Regions from separate parts of the Anas platyrhynchos genome. Here region 1 is linked to region 2. A link is a contact called in public Hi-C data. All regions are on one chromosome and are shown on one strand. The core of a region is the stretch at or near the end of the contact, and the rest is flanking DNA. Distances in the headings are between cores, read along the strand shown.

What was found. Hi-C and Micro-C count contacts between places; a contact is called where the count stands out from the background.
Region 1: a Hi-C map of small yellow follicle shows a contact between it and region 2, with 1.7 times the contacts expected there. The contact joins the enhancer-like site here to the promoter of SDE2 in region 2. A contact is called at or near these places in 2 of 8 Hi-C or Micro-C datasets (skeletal muscle and small yellow follicle).

What each region holds. Positions count from the first base shown.
Region 1 is chr3:20,273,270-20,280,059 of IASCAAS_PekinDuck_T2T, reverse strand. TMEM63A (transmembrane protein 63A) reads right to left here. Exons shown (of 25, transcript XM_072035496.1): 9 at 6,614-6,722; 10 at 6,140-6,210; 11 at 5,617-5,697; 12 at 4,958-5,081; 13 at 4,457-4,590; 14 at 4,308-4,337; 15 at 1,602-1,739; 16 at 1-108. All of the region lies in intron 2 of LOC101789646 (left-right determination factor 2), which reads left to right. Among named protein-coding and RNA genes, the nearest start is that of TMEM63A, 13 kb to the right of the region's middle. Within about 2 kb of position 5,064, at least 2 of the 8 cell types and tissues checked have an H3K27ac peak or open chromatin away from gene starts, as enhancers often do. A contact at or near this core is called in small yellow follicle, where this site is marked.
Region 2 is chr3:20,226,771-20,233,433 of IASCAAS_PekinDuck_T2T, reverse strand. SDE2 (SDE2 telomere maintenance homolog) reads right to left here and starts at 4,857. Exons shown (of 7, transcript XM_027453691.3): 1 at 4,691-4,857; 2 at 4,397-4,514; 3 at 2,247-2,358; 4 at 1,488-1,657; 5 at 649-760; 6 at 1-30. The coding sequence starts at 4,801. It overlaps LOC140002108 (a long non-coding RNA gene), which reads left to right and starts at 5,036. Exons shown (of 6, transcript XR_011808062.1): 1 at 5,036-6,663.

The sequences.
Region 1 (6,790 bases), core at 3,815-6,314, 46 kb before region 2:
GAAATGATTATGGATGGAGTGGTAAGAAAAAACAGCACGATAAAAAGAAAGAAATTAATGCAAAACCATCTAAACCACCATTTGAAACCATGCACTGAAAGATTATTCCTGCCAAAAAAAAAAAAAAAAAAAGACAAAAACAAACAGATAAATATATATATATATATGTAATAGCAAATGCTTACTATCAAGTAATAGGTGGCACTACTATTTCTAAAGCAGGCTTTCATATTCTCAAAGCTAAATAACAAAGTACTACAGAAGTTCCAGTTGCTGTTAGAAATAATGAAAACAGAGCAACCTTTCTTGAATGATAACATAACTTACACTTTCAAAATTTTTATAACACTTAAATACAATGTCCAAAGTAGTTAAGCTTTAGGATGAAACACTTTCTGTTTAGTATTTCCACATTATTAAGCTGTGAAAGTTAGAACGAGATTGCAACTATACAGAGAAGTTCAGCAAGAAGAACAGCTATTAGAAGCAGAATCTACCAAGAAACTCTGATTTATATAAAAACACAAAAAAACCACCCAACTGAAACATCCAACTGCACCCACAGCAACCACAGGTCTTAACCAGGCAGTGTTCTTAATGTTTTCTGAAATAGTTCCCAACAGGACTGTAATGATTTGAACCTCAGCCAAAGCCAAGTATTAAGAACAGACAAAGCAGAAATAGAGGCTCATTATCATTCCCTCTGCTGACAACTCTCACGTTGAGCCTAGGTAAGTAACATGGCAAACTCCTTATTTTCAAGGGAAAAGCCAAACAATGAGTATTTTTTGTCTTATTTGCAGTTTCAGTTTGGGCAATAGAAATGTCACAACAATTTTTCTGTCATATGACGTGAAGATTACATTGGTGCAATCCTAAGTTATTTACAAAGCAACTGGAAAACATTTAGTCATTTTTAGCCTCTAAGCATGACAGAAGACCGCACAGGAACAGCTTGATTCAAAAAGCACTTATCTATTTTCACACACTCTCCTAAGTAAAGTCTGTGAAATTTACTGGGTCAGTAAAAAAGATGTTGGAAAACAGACCATAGTTCAGAGTGGATCAAGCTGTACTCGTCCTGTGGCATTGCCAAATATATATATTTTATATATATATTTTTATATATTTTATATATATATATATATATATATATATATATATATATATATATATATATATATATATACACATACACACACACACACACACACACACACATACTTGAGGAATACTCAGCACTAACACCAAATTCCTTGCCTCACCTCAACAATAGATATATATTAACCTCAAAAAATAGAAAGGAGGAGTTAGAGACTAATTAAAAAAAATAATAAAAACAGCTTTAAAAAAAAAATCAAAATTAAGAACTGCAAGTACCAGAACTTCATTGTGGTAGAACTCTATAGTCAACCTCTGAGAGACATTCCAAAGGTCAATGAAGAGCACCATTAATGGAAATAAAGATTCACACCAGCCACATGGAAACATTCCATAAAGTTTCAGTTTAGGGTTAAAGAAAAATGCACTTAGACCCCTTCTCCTGTCTCCATTCTACACCTGCACTATCATAAATAAATTGTGGAAGACAGGAATCTTACCAACATATATTCTCGGGATATGGAGCATATTTAACCTTCCAGTTTGATATGTACAGCTCCTTGCTGTAGGGTGATGGCTGTGGTTCTCCTTTACAATTAAATCCGTCACATTTGCACGCATTGAAGTCCTTAAGGACGCTGTAAGGAGGGAAACAAGAGGAGGATTTTTCCAATTTTTTACACCTGAAAACACTGCATATATAGAGGAAGACTGGTAGTAGTGATAAGAGTTTGTGGTGCTGTTTTTTTTCCCCTTTTAATAACTAGAGATTGAGAATGCATTTAGATGAAATGGTTATTAGCTGATTGTAACATCATCTCATGTATGTAAACAGTTACTACCACGGACCTTTGATAACTGACAAAACTGGAAAACAAAAAAGCAATCTTGATTTGAGCTGTTCAGTGCTTCTATTAACACTAATGGCAGCAGTGGTTCATATTAAAAAACAAAGTCCGAGAGCATCAGGAAAAAAAGACAGTTCCCCAACACCTCTTACATAACAGCAACTTTTCTCAAGTCATAGCAGAGTGAACAATTAGTCTACACTACTTCATTACACCAATACGAAATCTAGCCATCTTTGCGTTTCATAGAATTTTGGTATCCTCACACTTCACAATAATAACCTTTTGCCTGTTCTCAAAATAATCACAACATTTAGTTTTATCTTCTAATATTTTGAGTTGAATATCAATGTATTTAAACCACATTGAAACATGGCCAGAATAAATGCTCTAAAAGATTTCTCAAAACACACCGACAGAAGTGATAAGCATATATTCAGAGACAATACAACTGTGTGCAAGTTACAGTGTAAAAAGGTTCTACTCCAGATAAACACCATTTCACTAGCATAGAAACAGTATACATGTACATTGTATTTGAACAAGTGGACTGTAAAATTCCTGAACATGCTTTTTTATAAGTCATGCTCTTAACATAAAGAAAACAGAGAACCACGCAGACACCAAACAAAACAATAGAAGACAAAACAGATTTTTACCTTACCAGAATTCAAGTAGCGATGTAAAACTGTAAATACTTGCTGCTGCAAGATGCTAAGAAAGTTTTTCGATACTTCGATAGCTTGTTTTTAAAGAGTAAATATGAAGCAAGCTTTAGCAATTCCAACCACACTACACCAACATGAGCACCAACTTCAATCCAGCTTCTACAGCTACCTGACTCCATGAACATCAGTCCTGGCTTCCAGCTTCCTCCACCCTATTTTATTTCAGGGCTCTGTGGGGCAGAGACCACTAGTGGCACCATATGACTTTCTAATCTGATGGTAGCCTCAGCTCCTTCTGTAATCTAGTTTTCCAAAGAATAGAATCCACTGCAAGCTAAACAAGCTAAAATATGTTCCATTCTTAGTAACTCCAACTCAGATGCCTGCAGTGCAATTCAGAACACGTCTGAGAAGAAATTATCCTATCAAAATTAAAAACAAGAAATGAACAGCTAGAGAAAGAACCTCAGTGCTTATTTTTCCTTTTAGATTCACATCTTAAAGCATTAATTCATGCTCTAGAATCTCAAAGTACAGTATGTAACATCACAAAAACAGAAGGGCAGATTTCATCACATAATTAATAGTCGGTTAAAGAGCAGCATGCAAAGTTTTTCCAGCATCTCAAATCCTTGAAATCCTACACCCTGGAGTTCCCTGAAAAGAGCCTGAAAGACTGGCTCTCTACTGTGACTTGAGGGTCAAAAGAACACAGACAATTTAAACTAGAAATGCTATGAAGAATTAAAAAAAACAAATGTGATGTGTTATGCTTCTATTACAAATATTACTCTGCTTCCCTTTACTCACTTCATGCTAGTAAGAGATGCTCACAAACTGCTAAACAAAATGGCAGCTTACATGCGTTTTCTCTACACACAACTAAATAAAAGGGGCTGAACACCTTCTGATAATAGGTCTACACACGTACCTATAGTAAAAGGTACGAAATACACATATAGTAAAATCCTAAGTCAAACAGATTTTGAGGGTCATAAGCAATCTACAAGCAAAAAAGGAATATTGAAACAGATTGTGCCATATAACCCTCCATCATCTCACAAAGAAGTATTCCTAAAACCTAGAATAGCTTTAAAAATGTCATAGCTTTAAAAATGTCTTTTTTGAATTGTCTTATCCTAGCTTATCTAACAACTTAATTTTTAAAAAGTATGGTGAATAATTATGTACTCACACAGATTTATAGACACATACACAACATAAAAAGACTGAGCGCACGGACACACATACTTTTCATTAAATCTTGCACACCAAGTTATTAAGCTATTTATTTACAGACACTCAAAGCTGGAAACTTCAGTTTCTCCTCTTTACTCTGCCTGGTTCTTTGCCAACACTAAACATCCAGAAACTACCTTTAAAACAAAAATAATTAAGCACTGATGGCCACGTCAGTCACTAACTACTTGGTTGAGATTACTAACTAGCAGTATAATTGGCACCCGTTGTGATAGATTGGTAACTTCACTTGCACAGTAGAAAATGGAAAAATCAGTAACCCACATTCAAGATCCAACTAGTCTGACCTACTATTAGCCTACACTGATGCATCCCACACAGAAGAGGAAGTTCCTTATACCAATAAATGTCTAGAGCCATTTAGTCTCTTAGCATCTAAATTCTTTGTTTGAAATATAGAGGCTTAACGCACACTTACAGGGAAACTTACCAGTAAGCAGAGCAGACCAAATCCACAGGACGGTGAAGAAGAAGAAAGGAAGAAGAACCAACATAAGCACACAAGCAACATAAATCAGATCAGATTAGTAGTACTATTACAGTTAAAACAGAACAAAGACAACAGCAGACAAAACTTACTAGGTTGCCATGGATTTCTCTTGAAATGTTACAAATGCCATTCCCAGTGGTTTATTTTTAACAGCTTGTTCCTCCTTTGAGAATTCTTCCATCAGTGCATTATTAACTCTAGTATAATAATCTACAGCATCCTCCTGTTGGGAAATTGAGGACTGTTACTGTTACATCCAAGTATCAGATAGCTAATACCTTCATTAAAATACAGTTTACACAAACCATAGCCCCTATTCCTTACACTAATTCCAGAAATTACAAATCACATCACTGCACAAAGACAAACAACCAGAAGGGGGTTTTTTTGTACTTCTGTTTTTGCACTACGATTAAACCTCAGAAATTTTAAGGCACTCCTCTTCCCTACTGTAAAAGAACATGAAAGATGAGCTCCCTGCAATACATAATTATCTTCTGAAGTTCAACAAGATGTTACACAAAAAACAGTTTTCTCTACTCCTATATTAATCTTCCCAGCCACAAGTAAGAATGAACGTTATCTCTTACCCTTTCACATCCTCTCATTTCACAGCAGCAGAACTGACCACATGGCTTCGGGTTGATTTGGACTCGCTTGCCGTGCTTCTGATGCAGATGCTTATAGTAAGTCAGGCTTTTTTCTGCCTGTTTCCTAGATAGAAAAATACATCCAAAACATTTTGCAAGAGAACAGTATCAACAGCAAGTTACCCCCAAGAGAAAAAATTACGTCAAGGACTCATAACAAATCAAAGATACTCATATATCTTATTTTGTCTACTTCATACAATTTATTTTCAAACCTATAATATCATGAGTCTACACTTGTTGTGAGGTTCCAGAAGGAAAAGTTGTTATTGTATAGCCCAGAAAACAACCCTTTTTCCTTCTGTGTCCAAGATCTCTGAGCAAAGCAAAGGTCTGCTACAGTTTCTAATTACTAATGTAACAGCTCTGTTTTCCACTTTGTACTGCCCAAACAAACAAACAAAAAAAAAAACAAACAAAAAACCAGCTACAGCTCACTTCAAAATACAGCTGAATCTAACTGAATACCAGACCAGAACTTTAAGAGCAGAAAGCAGTTCTAGTATATGCAAGCTTAGTACTACTTGTAAAAATTGATTGAGGACTGGCAAAACATTCATAAAATTATTCCAAACTCAGATATATTACAAAAAGAGTACCTTTTTTTAAATAGATAAATAAGCCTGGCTACATCATAACACAGCTGGACCTCCAGCACAGAGCAGCTTGGGTAGGCAGCACTGAAAAGGAAGCACTATGTGAGAAAAGACAGTACACTGAAGAAACTTTTTCAAAGAGCATCATTGATATCTAAATGACATCTCAATGGTGTACCACAGAGAGGAGACTTCCATGGAGACAGATGCTGAAAGTTACTTGAATGAGATGTGCAGCATTATTCCCAAATAAAAGCCATGTGGGAGCATTAATGGTAAGCATGGATATGCAGCCACTTTTTTAGATTCTAATATTCAGATCAGCTATCTAGCTTTATTGAAATATAATATCTTCCCTTCTATTCTCAATTATTTCTAAGTAATAAATACACTTAGAAAAGATGGATACTATAACATGGATTTGAAACAGTGCAAGAGTCAAAAAATATTTGTTTGGACAGGTAGAACTACCAGGATAATTTTAAATCGCCTGTTCCTAATAATACTCGTCAAGCACAGAACTTACATGAAATGTTGTCGTATGGTTTCTTGATTTACATTTTTTGGAAGACCAGTTATAAACAACGTGCATTTTACCTGCAAAAGAAAAAAAAAAATCCTATTTTGAGAAACCAACCGTATGACTAAGGAGAAAAGAATATGAGGAAGGAATTGACATAGCACAGATAGCTAAGCTTTAGAGGGGGGTGGAAAAAAAAAAAGTAGGATGCTCTGATTTTGATGGAAGCTGCACCTATTCAAGACGGCAACACATTTACCTTCTATACTAGTTGAAGATGCATCAAAATTTCACAAGTCCCTCCCCACTCCTTGTCTCTCCAGCCATGTTTCACAATTCACTCAGTGGAGTTTTGCTTTCAGTAAATTCCCCTCACACTTGCATCACATTCTAGCAAGGAGGAGGCATCTTAGCAATTTACTTTTCTAATATTATTCACTTTCAAACACTTAAAAAAAAAAACAAAAAACACAAACTTACTATGTTTTCTTCTTTATATGTGACTGCCTTCATGTGATGTCTCATGAAGACAACGGTCAGAATCAGGTAAACAACAGCAAAAAATGTGTGCAGCCAAAGAAGATCGTTACTGTTGGACAAAATGTTATGAATGTGAGAAATAGAAACAACTAATTGTCCTACTGATACAAGCAGCCA
Region 2 (6,663 bases), core at 3,608-6,107:
TCAGTATCATCCAATCCTTCCAATCCCAGCCTGCAACAACCAGTACATAACAAATACTTATCTGAATTTCACCTTCTTAATTCTAACCTTTTTCTTTACAAAAGTTGCTTCAGAGAGATATACTGAACAACTCTAGCAGGTATTTAGAATAGTTTAGTAAGATGAAGAGCTGCTAATATCAAACAGAACCTGACATCCCCCAAGAACAGGTGTATTTTAACAGCAATCCCAATACAAAAGTGTGTGCTACCTATTGCTACTCCAAGCACCACTGGAGACTCATTATGCCTTCTCTTTCATGTTACGTGAGGAAAAAACAGCTGTTGTGGTTTGAGGTTTGTTTGGTTTTGGTTGGCTGTATTAAGTTCATTTAAATTGAATTTGTTAATGGAAAAAAAAAGAAAATGGGTGTTAGTAGAACATAACCATATTAAACAGGGCAGAAAAAAAGGATGCCTACTTTTGCAATCAAAGTTTGCTCCTGCTGGGACAGAATTATATGAAACCATCAACATTTACTTAAGAGTTCTCACGTTTAATCAGTTACATTTACTAATTGCTATTTAAGTCTACTTCCTGGATGAGATGTTTGCTTACATTTATCAAATTTTCATTAAGTTCAAAGTCTTATGGAGTCATAGTACTTACAAAAAGCATTTTTTCTTTCCGTATTTTGTTCCATTCTTTCCAGATTCACCTGGACGCTTCCGACTACTGCTGCTTCCTGGTGACACTACTTTGCTAGAAGTGGCCTGCAGTCCTACAAAAGGAAGTCGAAGTCCACTTTGCTGATACACAATTCATAAATAGAATTTAAAACAGGCCTCTTTTTATTTCAGATGCAATATAAAACATTCACTGGAAATAATCACTCAGTGCACATTTATGGAAATTCAAAGCTTCAACAAACTCAGCAGCAACAAAAGGTTTCTTATCCTGCTTTACCTAAGACAGAGTTAATCTTAAAATTGGATTCCTGATGTGAACTCTTAGTTTCTATATCCTACTCAGCCTCAAGTTTCATTATCAAGCTGCCAGCAAGGGATCAACCAGTGGATAAATAAAATAACTACAGATAGCAGTAAATGAAACAAGCTATTTTGTAGCTGTATTCCATCTCTGGTTTTCACATAAGATCTGATCATGTATTGTCATTTTACTGAAAATGATTACGTAATTCTTACTGATGAAATACCAACACTACCTTCACAGAACTTTGATATTACTGTGAGATGACACTGTAGCACAGTAAGATAAAGTATCACTAGAATCTGTATTATGCTGCTCAATACAATTTAAGAAAAGCAGTAGCCAAAGAGGAAAAATTAATTCAACACATTTTACTGGAGTTTAAAATGTAATTCAACTGAAAGAGTTACTGTCAGCATTTTTTTCTTTCTTTAATTTTCATGCTGGGCTGCAGTCATAGGGACTTTCAATTTGCTTTATTTTTTTTGCAGAGATAAAGTGAAGCTAAACTGCCATACCTTTAAGGACTGAATCTTCTAGCCGCTCAGCCATTTCATGACACTGCTGCTGGTAGTCCGGATTTGTAAAGTAGTGCTTTGGCTCTGCAAGTTTCCGCTGCAGCCTTTCCAAGCGCCTTTGCTCTTTTTCTGCTTCCCGTTCTGCTTGCTGCTTCACCCATTCTGCCATCCTGCAGATTACAGAGCCATGAAAATGAGGGCATTTCCAACATTTAATGTAATATTAATTTGTTACTTTGCAATTACCAAATGCTGAAGAACAAAAACATTCATGGGAATTACTGAAAGAATATACAGAAAGTCTGCTAAAACGAAGAGAATAAACTTTATTCTGGAAGCCAGAAACAGCATGAAGGTCAACCTTCCCCAATATCATGGCCTTGAAGCTTCAGACAGAACTGTGAGACTTTCAGATTAGAAATCTAAGACGTGTATATCAGTCTTCTCTCAGAAGAAGGTCAGGGTACAATCACCTCTATTTTCCAATAATACATTAATGCCAAAAGAATGCTGTTGACTTCCTGCTCTAGGTGCCCCTGCTTGAGCAGGGGGATAGGACCACTTACCTCCAGAGGTCCCTTCTAACCTCAACCTTTCTGTGATTCCAGTCTCTCTCTGCTTATAGTTTCACTTTCAGTCCTTTTAGTATTCAAAATAAAAATTCATTGCTATAACAGCCTGTCATATGACCTCTTTTGTTAATAGTGAGTTACGCAGACACTTTATTTTATAATGCTAGCTTCTAAGAAAATGCCTCACGCTTTTTCATGATTGACATCTCGAAGTCTCCTTCCACTGAGATCTCGGCAAGCCTCTCTATTTGTTGTCTTTTCGATCTGTGCACCAAGTGCTCGCAGCATAGATCCAAACCCTGAGGAAAACAAGTAATCAAGAATTAGATAAACAGAAACAAATGGAGATGAGTTAATACAAAACAAAAGAATTAACTATGGAAATATAGTGAGTTCAACACTTCTCCTTCCCTCAATGCTACTGAAATACGGGGTAAGTTGAATATTACAACACATTAGAAACGTCACCAAGTGACATTTTAGGAGTTAGCCATAGCCACTTCATCAAGATGATCATGATGGACAATGTTATGCTGGACAGCCCCCCAAAATAGATTTCTATATGCTCCTCAGCACAACTGCTAACTTTTCTTACCAAGTTCCATCTTATGTTGTCTCAAATTTGAGAAAGACACTTAACAGCCTCAAAGAGACAATGTGGATTAATAAAATCCTTTAAGCAACTTGAAAGTACCAAGCACAGTTTTTCAATTAAAAGCTGAACACATCTGTACCATCAGTGCCCTTAAAGTACCTTTAAGAAGCGTTGCAAATATCAACCCATCCAGATAGTCTGCTGGACCATGAGGCAGAAGAAGTACTGTGTTCAGCTAATAAAACCCATTATTGCCATTGGCGATGAGAATTTATATAGCTCATTGAACACGCTATTGAATTTCACATTCTGAAGAGTAAGAACCTAGTTGTTACACCTAGCCAGACATGCTCCCAAAAATCAACAGCAATGAATTCATTAAGGTTGCAAGTGCTGAATTAGACCTGGTAACAGAGCGCTCAGTCTTCTTATAAGATGATAAGCATGATCTGTAATTCTTTGAGATCATACAATAAGTCTTGATATTTCTGAGTTGTGCTTGTATGCCTATTTTTAATCAGTCTTTTATGTTACAAAGTCAAATCAAAGCAGACAAAATTGTCAAAGGGCAATTTTTAAGCAACTCCAACAGCACATCAGTAACACAGAGTGAATCACAGCATGCGCATCCTGGGTCATCCCAGGATAACTGAAACTGACAGACAATAGGTGAGGAAGATGGCTGCTACACAATAAGCTTATAAAACATGCAATACTTTTAGGGCACCTAACCAATCAACATGATAGCTCATAAGCTAAAGCAAAAATATTTCTTTTCAGTTCTTTCTAAAAACTATGAAGAAGGCAAAGCAAGCTGAGATGCAGTCTGATGCAAGGCTGCACCGTTATTCAGCATTTTAGCTCAATGGCCAGGAAACTTCAAGAACTGGATTCAAAAAGCAAACTTACATGGACTTCATTTACACACAAATATACTCCGCTAAACTTGTTTCATCCTTCATGTCAGATTTTAGAGAATGCCTACATTGTCAGTGGCTGCATGGTTTTGTGTGATTAACACATTATCTACAACAACATTAAAATATTTTAACAATACAAGCAGCCTGTTTTAGGCCGAAATCTTTAGTTCTCAGGGTACTAAGACCTTGGCTTTATTTTTTCAAATAAGAAAAGACAAAATCAATTAAATTATATAACATATTCAAGCCACAGACTATTTGTAGCTGAAATACTTGTCCTAAGTGACAGCAAGTGAAATTTAGGAGCCTAAGAAGCCTTTTAAATACAATTTTGATCCTGAATTCACTCAGAGGCACCTTACGGATTTCTGCTAGTAGAGCTACGCTAACTAGGGATGCAAAACAGAGCAGTGCCAACAACGGCTGTCACAGAATCATCTAGGTTGGAAGAGACCTCCAAGATCACCGAGTCCAACCTCTAACCTAACACTAACAGCCCTCCACTAACCCATATCACTCAGCTCTACATCTAAATGGCTTTTAAAGACCTCCATGGATGGTGACTCAGCCACTTCTCTGGGCAGCCTATTTCAATGCCTCACAACCCTTTCTGTAAAGAAGTTGTTCCTAATAACCAGCCTAAAGTAAACTCTCAGCCTTGGCTTTACTTTGTGGACAGCCCGCAATCATCTGCATTACGAGATATCTGCTACCAGATTACAACTTCTGATACCACTATCGTTTGAGGTATGAAATAGATAAACAAATAAATAAAATTTAAAGCTCAGACGTGAATTAGTAAGGAAACGACGAAGCACAAACCTCCTTTTCCCCCACAAAGCCTCGTTTCCAGGCTATACACCATGCCATCTTGCAGTTCGTCGTCATCATCCGCCAGCCGCCCGTTGCACTTCACGTACAAACTTTCTTCGGGAATACACTAAAAAACAAACAAACAAACACAATTTTGTCACACGATCGGTTGAAAAAACGAAATAACCCGACGAAGTAAGCCGCTAAGGAGGAATCAGAGGGGTTGGAAGGGACCTCCCCGCTGAGGCACGGAGCCCGAAACCCGGCCCCGGGCGCTGCCGGTGCCCGCTGCCCGCCTCTCACCAGCCGCCGGGCGCAGTCCCTCAGGAGGCCGCGCACGGAGCCGCCGCCGGGGGGCAGCGGCAGCGGCCGCGCCCGGGAGCCCAGCGGCTCCCTCAGCAGCGCCAGCGCCATCTTAGCCCCGCGCCGCCAACGGCCGCCCCGCCCCGCCCCGCCCCGCGCCGCGCTGCCGTCACGGGCGCGCGGTTGGGTGACGTACGGCGGGAAGGAGGGGGGGGGGGTGAGGGCTGGTGCGGGGCGATAACGGGATGGGGATGTTGGGGATGGTGCACGTAGGGTCTCTGCCCTGTCTCTGGGTGGTTTAGCTATTTATTTATCTATTTATTTATTTACTACCCTAGGGGGCTTCCTAGTTGCTGGGCTTCCATTTTTTATTTTTTATTCCAGGGTGCAAACCTCCCCAAAGGTTTCCTGCGTGTGTTGTATGTTATAACCTTCGGGGTCAAACTGACGTTTCAGTCCGCTCAGGGACCCAATTTATCATTTTTATCTGTGTGAGGTCATTCTGAGCAGTTAGGTGTTTTAACCGCTGGCTCATAGTGGTCGGTCTGGGGGAGTCTGCATTCACCATGAAAACACTGCAATGTGAGGACCTTTCCTGGGAGGGAATAGAAGCTCGCAAGCAGTGACCTGATATTCTGCTTTAGGAAATGGCCCCGAGAATGGTTCATCTGGAGTGCTGCATAGACAAAATGCCCTGTCTGCCAGTGTGCGTGGCACACGCAATCTTAAAAGCCGTTTCCACCCCTTTTCTACACTAGATAATTGTACCTTTCTGATTCAGATTGATAAGTGCAGCCTACGAGGTTATAAAGGCTCTTTAAAGCGTGTCGCAGCGCCTCTGTGAGAACATAATAGCAGGCAAAATACACACTTTCTCTAAACATGCTTGTCTGATCTGCCGCTTTGGTAGTGGTGGCAGCAGCATGAGAAGTGTGGCAAAATACTGACAGTGTGGTGAGTACAAGCAACGTGCAGCTGTTGTGTGTCCAATCAAAGGTGGTACAAATTGCAGGTAATGAGGTGCAGGACGATGGATTTATTTGTCCTGCTCACTCCTACATGCATTTTAGCGTACAGTTAGGGAAGAGGCCTCAAACTCTGAAACCTGGGGCTGATTCAGTAGCATAGTTACATAAAATGCTTTTAAATCAGGATGAAATTTGAGCTCTTTGTGACAGACAGTAGCTACCCGTAAGCAGGGGGTTCAAAGAGCGGTTTGCAGAAGGCGTACAGCTCTATCACTGCAGAAGGAGCTGTGTACAATGGCACGATGGAGATCCAAGCAGTGCAAGTATTGCATTCTTCGAAATGTGCTTCGAAATGTGGCTTCGAAATGCTTTCAATGTCTTCAATATAGCCATCTGGGGAGAGGATGTGTAAAGGTAGGCTGCTGCTGCCTGCCTCTTGTAAGGACTGTCGCAAACACCGGCAGAAACACAGTCAGGCTCGGCAGCCTCCTGCCCCTCTATGACTGCTACGACAGTGTCAGTCACCGAGAGCCGGGGCTTTTTGTGCAGATACAGCCACACAAATCTGGCCTGCGGCCAACGGATGGCTGATACGGTATTTCCAAGGCAAGAAACGGCCTCTTAGCTTCACGTATCGGTGGAATTATGATCACTGCGGGATGCAGCAGTGCATCCCTACACCCAAAGGGTGGAAGATGGGCAGAGTCGGTGCGATCTGAGCTTGGTGCGGTTGCTCCGTGCCGCCGGCAGCGAGCGTGGCGGATCAGCCAGGCACACCTGCCGCCTCAGCCGCCTTCCTGCCGGGGGAGGCTCGTCCTGGCTCCCCAGGGCCGCCTGCAGAGGAGGCTGGACGGGTGCCGGGGCCGGCGGCTTATCTGGCGCCGGGCGGAGGTTTATCTGCCTGCCTCAGCTCTGGGCCCGGGGGCTCCCCGGCCGCCCTGCAGGCCGTTAGGAAGGCAGATAGGCGGCCATGTCGGGGCCTGGGGCGAATTGAAGGTCTCGAGG